2 separate regions of the Mus musculus genome follow, and region 2 is linked to region 1. A link is a contact called in public HiChIP or PLAC-seq data. All regions are on one chromosome and are shown on one strand. Each heading gives the region's core, a stretch centred on a gene start, on an enhancer-like site or on the middle of the called end of the contact. The rest is flanking DNA. Distances are from core to core; before and after follow the strand shown. Region 1 overlaps Cdc20b (cell division cycle 20B). Region 2 holds the start of Esm1 (endothelial cell-specific molecule 1).

Region 1 (6,139 bases), core at 2,012-4,511:
TTCAGCAGTCTCAAGTTAGAGGTATTTAGAAGGACAGTTCCAGTGAATAGGGTGGTGAGATTTAGAATCCTACCACAGTGGACTCAAGACAGCCTAGAGAAAGACAGATGTGGTCAATGTACACATCTATGGACAAGTTTTGCTGTTGAGGGAATAAAGGTAAACTGCACACTGTCCACTGGCCTCCATCAGCTGGCCCTTCACCCTGCCTGCCTTCCAGAGGAGACCTGTGGGGCCCCAGGAACATCCAGGTTCACTTCGCACGCAGCCAGCAGAAGTGAGATGCATTCTGTCCTCTGAGCTTCATTGTCAGGTCACGGCTCTGCCTGACTCCCAAAGGAGGCCTGTGGGACTGCAGGAGGGAGGCGGGAGGAGGGCAGGAGCATCCAGGTCCACCTGGGGCACAGCCAGCAGAGGTGAGCAGAGTGCTACTCCCTGAGCTCCGGGATCCGTCTCACGGCTCTGTCTGCCTCTTAAGGAGTCCTGACAGCATCAGGAACACCCAGCCAATACCAGGAATAACCAGATGGCTAAAGGCCAGCGTGAGAACACTATCAACAAAAGCTAGGGCAATATGACACTACCAAGCTCAGCTATCCTACTACAACAAGCCTGGATAGCCCAACAGAGCCAAAGCACAAGAAGATGGCCTTAAATCCAATCTTATAAAGATGGCAGAGGCCTTAAGAGAGGAAATGAATAAATCTCTTAAAGAAATACAGGGAAGTACAATAAAACAGATGAACGAAGTGAATAAAACTGTTCAAGATCTGAAAATAGAAATAGAAACAATAAGGGAAACACAAACTGTGGGAATCCTGGAGATGGAAAACCTAGGGAAGAGAACAGGAACAACAGATGCAAGCATCACCAATAGAATACAGGAGATGGAAGAGGGAATCTCAGGCATAAAGATAGGACTAAGAAATTGATACACTGATCAAAGAAAACGTTAAATCTAAAGAGTTCCTGACACAAAACACCCAAGAAATCTGGGACACTGTGAAGAGAGCAAACCTAAGAATAACAGGAATAGAAGAAGGAGATAATTTCAAGATCCAAGGCCCAGAAAATATTTTCAACAAAATCATAAAAGAAAATTTCCCCAATCTAAGAAGGAGATGCCTATAAGCATAAAAGAAGCTTACAGAACACCAAATAGATTGGACCAGAAAAGAAAACCCTCCCCACCACATAATAAAACACTAAATGTACAGAACAAAGAATATTAAAAGCTGCAACGGAAAAGGCTTAGTAACATATAAAGGCAGACCTGTGGGAATTACCGTTGAGGGGAGGAAAGAAAAGAGCCAGGCTTGAAGAAAAAGTGTGCACAGAAGTTGCCTCTAATCATGAGTGTTTGAATTTTTAATATCTCTTGGGAATTTATACCCCCTAATTGGTCATGACAATAAATCCTCGGGGAGAAAGAGCTCGAGGCATATGACGGTGGAGAACTACTTCCTCTGCTCATTCCTCCTTGTGGGTGCCCCCCTCCCTCACCAGCAGAGCTCATCCTTGCTCTCAACCTAGTCAACCCACCGTACATGCCAGTTCATCCTTTATTTCAGCCACTAACTGCACTATCACTGATCTGCCAAAGCTCCTGCATCATGCTAGCTCCATCCATGAGGAATTTGAGGCTGCTTTCTCCCTACAAACTGTCTTCCCAGTGGTACTACTCCCCTGCCTCACATACTTGTAACAACACTAAATTCATTCTTGATTCTTTGTTTTCTATATTTTATGCCCATAATGTAACACACACACAGAGTAAACTGTTTTCATTCTACTTAAATTTCTCTTAGTCAACAAATCCCCCAAATTAAATTTCTACACCTGAATCTTGAATTTCTCAGAGATCTGCATCTATCTACCAGTGGCTCAGCTACAATCTTTGCTACCATTATCAGTAACTCCCAATATACTGCCTTTGCTCATGCAACGTCAACAACGTTCCCATCTCCCCTCACCCTTACAAGTCTTACCCATCTTCTGTGATGCAGCTATGTCTGGGCATCACTAGAGTATTTCTGATCTCACTGAGATCTTTAACCCACTATTTACATTCTACATTGGCATGTTAGCAGTCTGTTCTGTGTGAATTAGCAGCATCTTCCAAAATAAATTATGACAGGCACATAACACACCCAATGTAACTGTTTTACTGATTAGATATATCCACGTTTAAAATTAATTTATAAGACTAGGTCAACATCAGTCCAGTTCACTCTGACTTAACAAAAATGTATTAGTGAAAAATAATACTTATGTCCTACCACCATCAATACCCATTCCTAAAAATTAAAGTAATATCCGAAACATGCCAGATTTTGCATAGTACGCTGTGTGGACTTGAAACTTATGGGCCATCTGGATCTTCTGGAACCAGACTTCAGGTCTATGTCAGAGCACTGGATGCATCTTGCTATTCAGCTGCTCAACTGGCAGTCTAAGCTGTTACTTACAGTAGTCATTTCGAAGACCAGTGAGATGAATCTTCACCTCTGGTTGGCATGTGGAATGGTAGACACCGCTGAATCTCCTAAGATAGAATTCATCTCTGGCTCCAAATCTACAGCCTGCAAGAAACAAACAGTACTACACATCTCTAAGATCTCACAAACACAGAATTTCTCCCGTGGGTAGTAAGAGATTACAGAGTGAGAAAGAAAGCAGACCCTCTGATAAAAGAAGACAGGAGGAAAGAAAACACAGAAGGGTTAAGTGTGGACTTTGAATAAGAGTTAAAGGTTATTTGGTGGCACTTTTCAACAAAGAGTGGATACATGGCAGACATAAACACAGGCAAAGGTCCCGTGGGAGAAGCACACTGTGTCAGGCTTTGAATATGCATTTTGTCCTTTGAGATTTTTAAAAGAAAGTGAATTTTCTATGTCTGCATATCCATCCCAGCCATGCTCACCTAGAAGACCTAAGTCTATGCTATCTTTGTTCATAAACAGTTGTTGATTTACCCATCTTAACCTTTTCTTTTAATCTTACTGTAATAGAACACAGTTACTATTTTTTTGGCTAATTTTACCCGTGAGTATTTGGGTCCATGCTTCTATCATTTCTTCTACGTTTTCATCAAAAGGCCCCACCAAGTCTAAACCACTGGCCACTATCTTTTCATCTCTAGCCCTCAATGCATGATCAAACTGATAATGATAAGTAAACCAGCAGGAAACAACATAACAAGTGACTTGTGGTCTCTGTGACTACATAGTTTCTGATAAAAGCTCAAAAGGCTCACAGTTCTACACCAAGAAAGCCAACTGTTACTCATAAATGCCTGCCTTGGGGTTCACTGTGAACACCTGCAACTTCCAGAACTGCAAGTTACTGAAAACATTCAGGCCTTCTGATAAACGGCTATAAAATGTTTTTAAACAAATCAATGCCCAACACAATAACAACAAAGATAAGGATGTAGCTTCATATAGAGGGCTTGTCTAGTATGTACAAAGATTTGGACTCAAGCCCCAACAGTGCACACACACACCACATACACACACACATAAAATCAGTCAGCAAAGAAGTTCTTATAACTAATGAGTGATGGATGATTACTAAAGGTGCAGAATATAAAATTAACATGAAAGTCAGATACATTCTTATATGGCATCAACTGGAACTTAACATTGAAAACAAATAGTATTTATATTGTTAAGCCAAAAATTTAAATGTTTATGTATAAATCTTTTTTTAAAGCATGTAAAATGTGTATATGAGTGGCTGGAGAGATGGCTCAGTGGTTAAGAGCACTGACTGCTCTTCCAGAGGTACTGAGTTCAATTCCCAGAAACCATCTGTAATGAGATCCAATGCCCTCTTGTGGTGTGTCTGAAGACAGCTACAGTATACTCTCATACATAAAATAAATCCTTAAAAATTTTGTATATGAAAAATACATTTGAGTGAGGTAACCCAATCACGAAAGAACTCACATGATATGTACTCACTGATAAGTGGATATTAGCCCAGAAACTTAGCATACCCAAGATATAAGATATAATTTTTGAAACATATGAAACTCAAAAAGAACGAAGACCAAAGTGTGGACACTTTGCACCTTCTTACAATTGGGAACAAAACACTCATGGAAGGAGTTACAGAGACAAAGTTTGGAGCTGAGACAAAAGGATGGACCATCTAGAGACTGCCATATCCGGGGATCCATCCCATAATCAGCCTCCAAACGCTAACACCTTTGCATACACTAGCAAGATTTTGCTGAAAGGACCCTGATATAACTGTCTCTTGTGAGACTATGCCGGGGCCTAGCAAACACATAAGTGGATGCTCACAGTCAGTTATTGGATGGATCACAGGGCCCACAGTGGAGGAGCTAGAGAAAGTACCCAAGGAGCTAAAGGGGTCTGCAACCCTATAGATGGAACAACAATATGAACTATCCAGTACCCTGGAGCTCTTGACTCTAGCTGCATATGTATCAAAAGATGGCCTAGTCGGCCATCAGTGGAAAGAGAGGCCCATTGGTCATGCAGACTTTATATGCCTCAGTACAGGGGAACGCCAGGGCCAAGAAGTGGGAGTGGGTGGGTAGGGGAGTGGGGGGGGAACAGTATGGGGGACTTCTGGGATAGCATTGGAAATGTAAATGAGGGAAATACCTAATTAAAAATTTTTTTTAAAAAAAGAAAAAGAAAAATACATTTAAAACTTTGATGAAAAATAAATCTATGCAAGGAGGTTTGCACATAAAATACTATGGACACTCATTATGTCCCCATGCCAATTCCTCCCTCTATGATCAACAGAGTCAATTAATCACAATCAAACTCAGCAAGTTATTTATTGATATTGATAAGGTAATGCTAAGACATATGGAGACACAAAGAGCAAAAACAGTCGACACATATTAAAGGATAAGAAGAAAGTGACAAGGCTAACATTACCCACCTCCAAGGCTTACTATCAAGCGGTAGTAACCGGGACCACATGATGTTGACAGAAGAACCAACAAGCCTGATGGGACTGGAGGGAAAGCCTAGAAACACTAACACCCTCATCTGGTTGTCAAGGAAGGAACAAAGGTAGCATGGTAGAGAAAGAGAATCCTTCAACCGCTTCTGCAACCACTGGATTCTACACATGAAAAACTGGATCTACACACAGACCTTGAGTTCTTCACAAACATTAATTTAAAGTGGATCACAGACCACAAGTATCACCGTCCAGGGAAACGGCATAGGAGAAACCCTGGATGAACTTGGGGGTTGTGGCTACTTTGTAGACAGATCACCAAGAGCAAAACTCATGACACTGGACTTGGGTGAAATTTAAACTTCTGTTCTGTAAGATACGATCAAGAGATGAGAAGCAAGTCATTTTGTACATGTGATAAAGGATTATTGGTTTTTTAAATTTTACAAGACTTCTAAGCCTGAACACACGCTATCAAGATGGCTCAGAAGATAAAGGTCCTTGCCACCAATCTTGATAACCTGAATTCAATCTAGAAAACCCACATGGTGGAAAGAGAAAAATCAATTCCCACAAATTGTATTTGATATGTATATGCATGTATAAACTTTATGCCTTATAAAAGTTTTATATATGTTATAATTTATGTACTAGCTAGAGCATTAGAATAAAAAAGGTACATTCTCCCAGCCTTTAGAGGATTTTGTTTTAATCTGAAGAAATAGCCTCTTAGAAGAATACAGTTACTGCTGCTCAGATGGAAGAAGGAGAAAACTGAACTAGAAAATTCTCTGATAGTGTGCAAGGTCCTAGGTTCCCACACAGCAGCAGAACTTCAAAATGACTAGAGAATGGGAGAAGGGAGGAGAGGAATGCCGAGGCAGGGTCCCATCCAGTTATCTCACTCTGCTTTCAATTTATTATTCTCAAAAAAGATGACTCCTCCTCTCATCAAGAGTCTACTTCTAGAGCAAACCCGCCAAAGAATGTGTTTAAAACCCAAACTATGTGCTCAGTTTTACATACCTAACTTTACCCACCACCACTTCCATCCATTTCACTGCCAAGAAAGATAGGCTTAAAAACTAAATATGTAGGAAGGTCTAGAAAATGAAGTTGTGTTTGTGTGGGTTTTTAATACAATGCCTAAAACTTTCAGAACTTTAATGAAAAATTAAGAGCATTG
Region 2 (6,139 bases), core at 2,151-4,650, 140 kb before region 1:
CTTCCTTCCTTATTTATTTTTTCAGTGTGTGTGTGTGTATACAGGAATGTGTGCATACATGTGCCTGTGGACCTGTGTGTGTGTGTGTGTGCAGCAAATGTATGGAAGCTAGAACACATCTTGCTGAGTTGGTTCCTTCCACTGCAAGTTTTGGGGCTCACATCTCGGTTGTCAGGATTGCCAACAGTGCTTTTCCCCACCGAGGTTTCTTGCCAGCCCCACCCTTGGGCCAGCCTTTATTCTATTTGTTTTCTGCACAGATGACAGGACAGGGATTCTCACAGGTTTTCTTGAGCACAGCTACATGAAGACGGGAAATTAAAGAGATATAAGCATTACCTCCTGAACTAGTTTGATGGGTATGAGTGTGTCCTTAATCTACAGTAGTTGACAGTTGACTGTTTTAAAGAGCTAAGAGGCCTGTCATCCCACCTGACCACGAAATAACCAGTCCCCAGTCTGCTCCCACACTTGCAAAATTCCTTATCTCTCAGAACAGCACTAGGCTTCAGTAGCTTCCCCAGCTGCTAAGAGATTCACTGATCAAGGTCTCTGCAAAGAGAGCAAGAAACCTCAGGGTATACACAGCTGGGGGCTTGCACACCTACCAACAACGAGGAGCTCTTCCAGAGCCTAATAATTCATAATCAGTAATTAATACTTAGACGAAGACATATTGCAATGAAATAAAGAGGCCTATCAGCTATCATAAGATTGAGTTTGTGGCACAGCAGTATCTCCTCACTCAGTAGTGTAACTCAGCGGAATCTATATAGAATGGCGGTTCTCAACCTGTGGGTCTCGACCCCTTTGACAACCCACTGTCTCCAAAAATACTTACATTGTGATTCATAAGAGTAATAGAATTACAGTTATGAAGTAACAAAAAAGTAACATTATGGTTGGGGATCACTACAACAGGAGGAACCTTACTAAAGGATCCGATGTTACTTGTCCTCCTTACCCCGGGAAGAAAAGTTCTTAAGACAGATTTGGGAAAACTCTCTGGAAGAAAAGCACAGGGCTGGGATGTGACTGTCTTCAGAGAAGCTCAAAATGGAAATCTTAGCCCACTTCCCCGTTCTAGGTTCAAGGCCCCTATCGCGCTGAGTGCTGATCAGAACAGTCAATAAGAGATGTCTGCCCGATTGCTAGCAAGTAACACAGGATCAGACATCCAAATGCTAAAAACAAACAAACAAACAAACAAACAAGAAACCCTACACATCTGGATATACAAGCTGTCTTCATGTGGCTGGAGGAGGGAATTCACCTGCAGCAATGGGAACTAACTCCAGGAGGTGGTGAATACGCCCTATGATTCCCAGCAGCAAGAAAACAGTTCCAAACTGAACCCACCGGCTCTTCGGAGAATGCCAGAAAGAGCAATTCAAAATAGATTCTTAATAGCATAGTTCACTAACCGCTGCCGCGCAGCTGGATGCTTTACCCCGTGCACTGTCCATTCGCAACCACATTTACAAAGGGGTTTTTATGCCAAAGAAAAATCCGTTCCCCCACATGTGCCACTCGCTCGCTCGCTCGCTGTTTCATAGGACAGGACTGCGTTAACCACTTCCTCCCTAATTTCCTTATGTGAGGTGCTTTTTCTCTTGGCAGATAAGCCCTGTAATTTCCAGAAAATACAAAGCCTACTCAGTTGAAAGAAACGTATATATGTGTGTTCACCGAAGAAAATACTTCCTTACTAGTCCACCTTTTGTTGGTCTTAATCAAAAAAAAAAAAAAAAAAAAAAAAAAATCTACGCAAAGAATAGCATCTCCAAAATGTTTCTAGAATTTATGTCTGAGCCTTTCGCTGGTTTTGCAGGCTAAAAGATCACTAATTTATGAACTGTTTTCTAAAATGAGAATTGGTGAGCTTATCTTAATACTAGAAGAATGTCATCCAGGAAGGGTTGCACTTGTATTGAATCTGAGTTATTTAGAAATTTCTCAGAACTTGGCTTTCCGATTTCGGCAGCTTCTTTGTATTACACAACTGGATACAGGAATGAGCACGCTGTTTTTTTTTTTTTTTTTTTTTTAACCATGATAGCATATTGTGATAAGATTATATAGCATCTATGTATGCAGACTTTTAAATAACCTTTTCTTTTATTTTTATTCATTTAAAAATATTAATTTAGTCACTAGGTTTGAAAATAAATTCCACAGACAAATCAAGGCATCATTTAGCTCTGGTTTCTGTCTTAATTATAATTTCACTTCTTTTCTTTAAATCTATAAAAGAGTCACCTTTTTTAAAAAAAACAGACTTTTAGGTTACTATTATTTCTGCTTGTCTTACAACATCTGCTACTTTCTGCCTAACAGAAACATTTTAAAAGTTAAGCTAGGCTTATTTTATACTTCAGGGGACCCTCTTGCAAGAGCATGAGTTATTTTGTTGCCTGACTTAAGCCCACCTTATGCCATAAAGCACATTAGTGCTCATCAGAAATACTTGAGCCTGAGTAAGGCACTCCTCCCGGTGAACTCTTTCAAGATCAAAGGCTGGTGAAATCTGGGGAGCTAGAAACAGCTTTAAGAGGTTATCTCAGGAGGACCTCTGGAATCATTGGCTTCCAGGGGAACAGACACCTTAAGCATTTGTAACAGGCTACCTGTCAGATTTCTAAAGCCTCTCAGAAAAAGAAGACACACAAGCTACCAACTGCAACTTCCCTTCTCAAATCTGAATGCATGCAGTGAACGGGATGCTGCAGCCCTTGTGACTTCTGCACGCTGCTTTCCAAACCTCCCGGCAGATATCCTTTTTCTCTCTATCAAGCACACCACCTGCATCCAAGCATCCTCCCTGGTTGTTCAGAGGAAGGAACACGCACCTCCTCAGGCTGACTAAATACCCTCCGGGAGCCCTGCACGGTGGGAAGCAAAGAGTCGCTCTTTACCTTTGCAGATACCAAACTCGTCACCAAAATCATCCTCCTCGCTGTAAAAGTGACACTTCAGCCCCGGACCACACTTGACCCCGTCCATGCCTGAGACTGTACGGTAGCAGGTTTCTCCAGGTCCCGCGGCGCACACCTGGCAGCAGCCACAGTCATCCAGCACTGTCCTCTTGCAACGCAGGCTGCTTCTGCACTCAGTTTTGTCACAATGTTCCGGGCAATCCACCGCATATTTGGCGCTCCAGGCCATGCCCAGGTGCAGAGGTACCAGGAGTGTGGTCAGCAGCAAGAGGCTCTTCATGTCTCGCAGCTGGCTCCTGCTCAGCTCCCTGCCGTCGTGGTCTTTGCTGGAGGGAAGCAGCCGTCCAAAGTAGTAGCTGAGCTTCAGCCTACACGGTTATGAGTTTTATACACTGTGTTGCCCGCATGCTTCCCCGTCATCAATTTCCTCAACCCAGCAGCAGCGCTGTGCTCTTGCCAGCCTCTCTTGTTTTAGTTTATGAAATCCAGGATGAAGGCTGGATTAACACGCTGCTGCCATCCAGGAATTGAAAAGCCCAAGCTGATGTCATCTGTTATGTTTAGATGGTTGTTTTGCATGAGGGCTGAAAAACTCTGCTCACATCCGTCTCAAAGACTCAAGGACATCTGAGAAGGGGGAATAACGAAGGTTGCATAGCATAGCCCCCTACTGCACAGGAATTGCTCTGACACCAACATAACACTTAGGATGTAGCTTTGTCTCAGAGTCCCTTAGCACGGAGGAGACTGACATAGACATAAATCAAGCCAGAAGCATCTATCAAGTAAATGATGATGATAATAATAGTAATAATAATAATAATAATAATAATAATAATAATAATAATAATTTGGCATTTTCCTCAATAAATAGCTATGAGATCATTTGGAAGAAGAAATAGTTATATATTGTGTTTTTTCAAGACTTAGAAGAAGGAAAATATTTGGATAGAAGCCTTTTAAAGACTTCTTCCTTCCTCACAAGTTCCTCCTCTGTTGTTATCTCTAAAGTATTTATGCTATCCATGTTCAAGTCTGTCCTTGCTGTTGCTGTGTTTAGTCAGATATGCTACAGCTTAGCATTTTTTTTTAATCAATAGAGAGAGAGAGAGAGAGAGAGAGAGAGAGAGAGAGAGAGAGAAGGTTGTCCCGGCATTGTTACTGAATTACTCAGTTCTGGAAAAACTTGTCAGTTGGACTGCTCCTGACCCAAACCCCCTGGCGAGAAGGCTCATCCATCACCAAGTCTGTGTGTCCAATGACTGCATCCACCCGGTCCTTCCTCTCACCTCCTGGCATCTATCGGAGCTCTTGCTTCAAACTTCCCAAACAAGGCAGTAAGCCCAAAGAAACAAGTGAGCCAGCAGGGAAATCGGAACACAGCTCCAGAAAGGCAAGTCATGGGGAAGGAAAAACATTACCCACCAGGAAACAAGGTCTTCATGCTATGGAGGGACACAGTGTGGCCCCACCAAGGAAAACAATAGTCCTCTCAAAGTATTGGCTGGCCCAGGACCTTGTGTAGCCAGGCTTGTGCAACAAGGGGATGCTAGATGTCAGAGCAGACAGAAAAGTCCTCACACTAATGCTGTGTTCCATTTTTAGCTCCCAACCCAATTTGTCAACAAAAAGATAAAGTCACTACCGACTGGTAAAGAAATGACCCAGCGAAGCGGGTAACTCCTGTCTGTCACAAACTGACTGTGGTGCATCCACAGAACTCCTCGTCTTCTGTTGAGAGCTCATGGCTTTAGAGTGTTTGACCTCTGAAAGCCTTGAGGCCTCTAAAGGCTGACGCATCCAAGCTACTGGATGTGACATGGTCTTTAGGCTTTGCCAGGGTACATTTTGGGGAAGTGGGAAACGAAGGCAAGACATTAGCTCCCAATTTCATGACACTCTAACCTGAAATATTCTGTACTCCTCTCTCCAGGAGCAAACATACTCAGCAGGTGGGACCTTCGTAGTTTGTGATAATTTTAAAGTCTACTCTGTACATGGCATGTGCCTAGTGCTATCCTTTGTGGATATATTAATTATATAAAACCATTCACTATGTAGTTAATTACACAAAGTAATCCATTTTGACATTCCCATACACGTGATATACTTTGATCATATTAAATCCTTTGATTGCCCAATCTTTAAAAAAAAACTTTATTAATTCACCCCTTATTCCCCCATGTAACTCCTCACAAATCTATCCCTCATCTCCCCAATGCCTCCCAAATTCTACTTTTTGGTTTGTTTATTTGATTGATTGATTTTTGTTTTGTTAGAAAGCCTCTGGCCCCACTTTGCTGCCCATATACTCATAGGTATGGGACCATTGCCCAGACTCTGGTCAACCTACCAGGGGCCACATCCTTAAAGAAAACTAACCCTCCTTCCACAAGAAGTCAGCAATTGTCAGTAGCTCCTCAGCTACAGGGATTGGGGGAGGGACTCATGAGCCTGCCCTCCCTCCATACTCAAACATTGACTGGCTTGATCTTGTACAGGCAACCATAACTGACATAACTCCAAGTACAGTGGTCCTGTCTGTCTCACTCCAATCCTTCCAGACCCCTGACTCTTACAACCATTCTGTCACCTCTTCTACAACAGTCCTTGAACTTTAGGAGACAGGGATGTGGTACAGATGTCCCTTTTGGGGCTGAGCGCTCCATGCATATTCTCTATTCTTTTACTGTTGGTGAGTTTCTGTGTTACCCACAGTCCACTACACTAAGAAAATTTCTGCTGAGGTCTGAGTGGTGCGTGAATCTATGGGTCCTATTATTTTTGCTTTTTCTTCCTTCCGGTCTCCCCTTTCCATTCACAAATATCCAATACTAATAGCCTTCCACTTGTTTTTATGTCTTCGTTCCTACATTTCACATATCAGGGGGAAGACGGATTTGTCTTTGGGAAACTGTCAAAGAGTTGTTCTTAATTATTTTATTAACTCCCATGAGCCCCCACCAAATATTGGGAAGCTGCTTCTATTATCATGTCTCACTTTTTGAATGAAGAAACGGAATCAAAAGGAGATTTAAGAATTTGCTCGTGACTTCTGTGGTGAGTTGAATAAGTATGGCCCCATAGATTCATGTATTTAAATGGTTGACTATAGGAATGGCACTATTAGAAGATGTGGCCTTGTTGGAGTAGGTGTGGCTTGTTAGAGGAAGTATGTCACTGTGGAGGTAGGCTTTGAGGTT

Evidence for each region. HiChIP or PLAC-seq counts read pairs in DNA pulled down with a chosen protein or histone mark.
Region 2: an H3K4me3 HiChIP or PLAC-seq map of the SCID.adh cell line shows a contact between it and region 1, with 18 read pairs. The contact joins the promoter of Esm1 here to the enhancer-like site in region 1. A contact is called at or near these places in 6 of 39 promoter capture datasets (embryonic stem cells, frontonasal cranial neural crest, liver and 2 more), 1 of 484 Hi-C or Micro-C datasets (tail fibroblasts) and 6 of 115 datasets of contacts at active chromatin or transcription factors (CD8 T cells, the SCID.adh cell line, astrocytes and 2 more).

What each region holds. Positions count from the first base shown.
Region 1 is chr13:113,068,298-113,074,436 of GRCm38.p6, reverse strand. Cdc20b (cell division cycle 20B) reads right to left here. Exons shown (of 12, transcript NM_001281487.1): 6 at 2,469-2,582. Among named protein-coding and RNA genes, the nearest start is that of Gpx8, 25 kb to the right of the region's middle. Within about 2 kb of position 3,261, at least 17 of the 459 cell types and tissues checked have an H3K27ac peak or open chromatin away from gene starts, as enhancers often do. A contact at or near this core is called in CD8 T cells, the SCID.adh cell line and effector CD8 T cells, where this site is marked.
Region 2 is chr13:113,206,920-113,213,058 of GRCm38.p6, reverse strand. It overlaps Esm1 (endothelial cell-specific molecule 1), which reads right to left and starts at 3,400. Exons shown (of 3, transcript NM_023612.3): 1 at 2,916-3,400. The coding sequence starts at 3,216. The region is part of intron 2 of Gm41069 (a long non-coding RNA gene); the gene reads left to right.